Regions from separate parts of the Pan troglodytes genome. Here region 2 is linked to region 1. The links are chromatin contacts, called in public capture Hi-C maps. All regions are on one chromosome and are shown on one strand. Each heading gives the region's core, a stretch centred on a gene start, on an enhancer-like site or on the middle of the called end of the contact. The rest is flanking DNA. Distances are from core to core; before and after follow the strand shown. Region 1 overlaps TENM4 (teneurin transmembrane protein 4). Region 2 overlaps TENM4 (teneurin transmembrane protein 4).

Evidence for each region. Capture Hi-C pulls out chosen DNA fragments and counts their contacts.
Region 2: a capture Hi-C map of stem cell-derived neural stem cells shows a contact between it and region 1, with 6 times the contacts expected there. The contact joins two enhancer-like sites. A contact is called at or near these places in 1 of 1 datasets of contacts at active chromatin or transcription factors (stem cell-derived excitatory neurons) and 1 of 1 other capture datasets (stem cell-derived neural stem cells).

Annotation. Positions count from the first base shown.
Region 1 is chr9:80,679,909-80,682,540 of NHGRI_mPanTro3-v2.0_pri, forward strand. It overlaps TENM4 (teneurin transmembrane protein 4), which reads right to left. Exons shown (of 42, transcript XM_063784373.1): 42 at 1-2,632. Among named protein-coding and RNA genes, the nearest start is that of NARS2, 81 kb to the left of the region's middle. Within about 2 kb of position 1,308, at least 2 of the 24 cell types and tissues checked have an H3K27ac peak or open chromatin away from gene starts, as enhancers often do. A contact at or near this core is called in stem cell-derived neural stem cells, where this site is marked.
Region 2 is chr9:81,473,721-81,476,352 of NHGRI_mPanTro3-v2.0_pri, forward strand. The region is part of intron 9 of TENM4 (teneurin transmembrane protein 4); the gene reads right to left. Among named protein-coding and RNA genes, the nearest start is that of MIR708, 55 kb to the left of the region's middle. Within about 2 kb of position 1,306, at least 1 of the 24 cell types and tissues checked has an H3K27ac peak or open chromatin away from gene starts, as enhancers often do. A contact at or near this core is called in stem cell-derived neural stem cells, where this site is marked.

The sequences.
Region 1 (2,632 bases), core at 58-2,557:
CAACAGCACCAATGTGGCAGTGAGGTGCATAACACTGCCTGTGCCACAGCTGAGATCCTTTTTCTAAACTTCAGGATCCTTCAACTTCTCTCCCCACAGAAGCTGGGCTGCTGTGGTGGTATGTAGCACAGGAAAAATATAAGATCCTTTAAAGAAACAAACAGTCCAGGCGCAGTGGCTCACACCTGTAACCCCAGCACTTCAGGAGGCCAAGGTGGATCGCCTGAGGCCAGGAGTTTGAGAACAGCCTGGGCAACATAGTGAGACCCCATCTCTATGAAAAAAAAAAAAAAAGAAAGAAAAAAAGAAATGAAACACCCAATAATTCTGTTTTTGATCCCTAAAAGTCCACCCTATTCCTTTGGGGAGGGGGCTGTGGAGGAGGGACAGGGCGTGGGGGAAGCATAGGGAGCTGGTTCCCGTGGACCGCATGCCGTTCCTGACCTCTGAGCAGACATCCCCAGCAGGTCTTCACTGATGTCGGGCAGCCAGGATGGGACTGATCAACTGGGCAGGAGCACTTTGCCCAAGGGCCCTTGGTATGAAGAGTACATTTTGAGAGGCGTAAGTCCCTTCTGGAGGACAAAACTTGTGTTCTTCAGGCCAAACTGTTTTCCATCTCATCCAAGAATGATCCTGCCAGATGGGAGCCCCCATCTCCAGCTCATGCCTCCCACAGCAGGCCTGCAGAGCACTGTATCTGACTCAGTAGAGCTCTGGATCCAGGGGCAATGGGCAACCAGTGGACAAGCAGGCCAAGGCGCACTGCTGCAGCAGGGTGGCTTTTTTTTTGGAAACAGGAAGAGCACTTAGCGAAACACATCCTCTAATCCCAGTGGGATGACGTTAAGGCGAAATCTCCTCTCCCCAAGAAGTTTTGGTTGCCTCCCTCTGCCAGGCAGAACCCAGACTACATGCTGCTCCGATCCTCATGCAGTCAGACCTTCTCAGTTTCATTAACTTGTGTAATATTCTGAAGACTATGTGAGTAAGGCTATAGAGGTGCCATGAGCTTATCAGTCCAACAAGGTTTCCATGGGGAATAGCTCAGACTCAGAATTCATTTTCCACACTTAATGTAAATGTAACCCATAAAAGTTCCATTTTCTAAGAAGCCCAGCTTAAAAGGAAGCATTTGGCTTCCCCTCCCATCTCCCAGAGCCTCCTGTGAGTGGTAATGACAATGGTAATTAGGCGGATGAGCCAGGAATGGAATCCTTGAACAAGGGGCTCCCAGCTCTGGCTGTGACTCCCCCTGCCCTCACTGCTCCCCCGGCCTGCTGGCTGCTGCCTCAGCTTGGGCGTGCTCTTCAGGTGTGGGCTGTTCCTGCTTCTGAGAGGGCTCAGGCCTCTCCCTGACGACACAGGCACAGTTCTTCACAAGAATCACGCCAGCCTGGCCTCCCAGATCTACGGGCACCCGCCTTGGGAACTGCCCTGCTCCTGGTGGGGTTGTATGATATGGGCAGGCCACACCACATCAGCTCTTCCCTCCTTTCTTCCTGTCACTAAAAAACACATTGGGTGGGCTTCTCTAGAGGGGAAGCTGTTTCAGAACTTCAGGAATTTCCTGGAAGCCCAGCCTGCCCCAGTCCAGCTCTGCGATCAGCTGGTACATGGAGGCAGATGGGACTTTGGGAACTGGTTAGAAGGATGCTTAGCTTATGCCTTCCTCTCTTTGGCTGGCTTTTTTTGTTAAGCATTTTTCCAGAATCAAAGGCCACCAAGCACCTCCCTCCACATTCCTACGTCTCAGTGGTGGCGGCTGAGCGGTGGAGGGAAGATACTCAAAGTCATAGAGAGAGGGCTTTGCCTCGGAAGGCAGGCTGGTGCCCTCGCCACCACTGCCATCCCTTTGCCATGGGTGGCCTTCCGTTCTGTGGACATGGTGCCCACATTGAAGGCTTGCTGTGCAGTGCTCGTTCTCACATCTGGCTTTGGGAGAAAGGAGGAGATGAACAGGAACATCATGGGGGACCAACCAATCACAGGCATCCTGGGTGCTTTCCCTCCCGGGAGGATGGGACTCTGAGCCCAGGATGTTATGTCACTGGTCTGGGGGAAAGGACCTGGGAGACACTTTCTCTATCCCAGCACGGGGGTGGCACCGACAACTACACAGGATTTGCAAAAGTGGTAGGAGGTTTCATTTAGCATCAAAATAGAAAGCTTGAACAGGAGTTTGGGGCAGCTTAAAAAAGGTGCTGAACAACACCATGAAATTCCCTGGAGCAAGATGAAGCCATCTGTGATCCTCTGGAGGCAGAGAACAAGGTGAGAAGAAATCCACCACTCTTCTGCAGGAGCCCTGCCAAGGAGCCTCAGGTCCTACAGACCCTCCTCCCAGGCCCCCTTGGAAGGGGTGTTGTACTGGCCCATCACTCCCTTTACTCCTGCCCGACCCCAATCGAAGAAGAAAGGGTTGCACATGAGACAAGTTAGCACAGACATTCATGTCCCACATCACACTGGGTACCTAGGGACAGACGAGGACACACCCCAGGAGATGCATCTCAGAGAGGAGATACATACCCCAAACGACAAGGGAAAAATCCTCAAGGAAAAAGGGAGCAAAAGACAATAAAGTTTCCATTGTGATCACACTACAGAAAAAAATACCTTCTGTTCTTTG
Region 2 (2,632 bases), core at 56-2,555, 790 kb after region 1:
GTGTTTCTTCCTCTGTGTGTAACTGAAGTTCAAACTCTTCTTCCAGGCCAGTATTTTAAGAGGTATTCAACCCATACAAGGGTCTTGAGCTCTTTCTCTGAGAAGCACTGTGGCTCCGCTGTTTACAGGATTATAGATGAATCCGGGAGCCAGAGTGGCATCATCTTTTAAATATAGTTAATAACATCTGCCTATCTGGTTATTGTAAGGATAACTGGGATGATGTTTGATCTGTAGTTTCAGATTCTAATAATTTGAAGAATATCAATAAATAGCAGCTATGCTGTTTTTAATATTATAATTACTGGCAGACTGTGTTGGGGTGGACAGCTCATTGAGTTACTAAGGGAAGTGGTAAGGCAACAGTAGGGAACTAGAAAATCCTCTTCTACAAATGCTTTGGTAAGAAGTCCTGGATTGCAGAAAGTAATAATTGATGATAGTAGCTAATATTTACTAAGCGCTTATTGTACCTCAATTACTGTGCTTTACAGGTTATCTCAATTAAGCATCACGACAACACTATAAATAAAAACCATTATTATCTTCATTTTAGAAATGAGCAAATTGAGGTGTGGTAATGTTAAATCACTTGGTCAATATCACACAACAAAGATGTGGCAGGTCTTAGATTAGAACCCACAGTTGGCTTTAGAGCTGTTACTCCTAATACCGAGGCCAGAGCTTCTCAAACCTTACTGTCATCACAAATCACCAGGGGATCTTGTTATACAGCGCAGCTCTGGCTCAGTAGCTCTGGTGTGGGGCTGCAATTCTGCGTTTCTAACAAGCTCCCAGGTGATGCTGATGCTGCTGGTCCCAGGACCACACTTCGAGTAGTGCCCAGACTGTACTCTCTATGCTGGCCACATCATATGGAACCTAATTTGTCCCAGGTACAAATGGGACCACAAGAACAGTGATGGTACCCATCACACTGTCGTCCTGCCCTATGTGCATAATATGCATAAACAGAACCTCAGAAATCATTTCTCCTACTGCACACTCTCCCCAGGAGCCCAGGCATGTCTCAAACACTTAGCCTTCTCTGCTGCTTTGACTGCAAGATACTCGCTACTTTCCACCACCTTTGAAGTCAAAGGTAGACCCTCACTGTTACCTGCTTCTACGGCCTTCTCTGAGCACACCATGCCTGGAGTTTTAACTCTGGGTATTCTGAAATATGCAAGAGCCTTAAGGTGTGGAAAGACATCGAGTTCCTTCCCTCCAGCCCTCAGCAGGGTTGTGCTGTGTTCACTGCAAAAAAAACAAGAAGCCCCTCTTCCACTCAGGGCTGCCTGGGCCCCAAGCAGCATTACTTGTGCTCTCGATCTCACAGGTTCCCTTGTGAACACAGCGCTGTCAGCTGCTGCCTGTAGCCTTACTGTCCTGGGAAAATATGCTGTCTTCCTGCCTCCCTTTTTCTCTCACTAGCTGAAAAAATGCTGTCATTCTGCCTCCCTTTTTCTCTCACTAGCCTCTGCTTCAGCTCTCTTAGAATTCACCACCCTGAAAGCAAGTTAACTCAGGCCAACTTCCAACTTGGGTGGGAGGGGTGAATCTCAGCTTAGGCTCAACTAGAACCATACTCTGGGTATGACACAAGGCATAGTAAAGGAGACATTGGAGAGGCACTTCAAAGATTCAGAGTTCATAATGAGGCAAGGGAAACTACTGGAATAAAGCTGAGTCTGAGGTGGGAGACCCACTTCTGCCCCAACTTAGCTGTGTGACCTTGGGCGTTTTAGCAACCCTCTCTGATTGTTCCAAAACTATAAGGAGAAAGAGGCTCTAGATGACCTTCAATGTGTACCTTCCCATTCTATGTGATTTTCTGTTATCTTCTAATAGCACCTAGTGGTTTAGATAAGTCTATAAGAAATTATTCCTACTTACCAAACATCTGTTCTACTAAATAGAAATTAGAGCAGTGCTCAATAGAGAGTTAAAATGTAAAGCCAGTTCGGGCACAGTGACTCATACCTGTAATTCCAGCACTTTGGGAACCCAAGGCGGCGGATCACCTGAGGTCAGGAGTTCAAGACCAGCCTGGCCAACATGGTGAAATCCCATCTCTACAAAAATACAAAAATTAGCCAGGCATGATAGCTGGTGACTGTAATCCCAGCTACTCGGGAGGCGGAGGTGGGAGAATTGCTTGAACCCAGGAGATGGAGGTTGTAGTGAGCCCAGATCATACCATTGCACTCCAACCTGGGGTACAGAGCGAGACTCTGTCTCACAAATAATAATAATAATAATAATAATAATAATTAGCCAGGCATGGTGGCACACACCTGTAATACCAGCTACTTGGGAGGCTAAGGCACAAGAATCACTTGAACTCAGGAAGTGGAGGCTGCGGTGAGCTGAGATCATGCCTCTGTACTCCAGCCTGGGCAACAGAGGAAGACTCTGTCTCAAAATAATAATTAATTGATTAAAAATAAATAAATAAATGAAATGTAAAGGCAAATAGCTTAGGCTCCCCCATCACTAGCTCTGTAATCTTACTTAAATGTCACCCTTCCTTTCAACTCTTTAGTTTTCTCACTGTAAAGTGAAGGGGTTATACCAGCTGAATTCATAATAATAAAGGCTTCAAACTGGAGGCTCTTGGGCTTCATTCAGT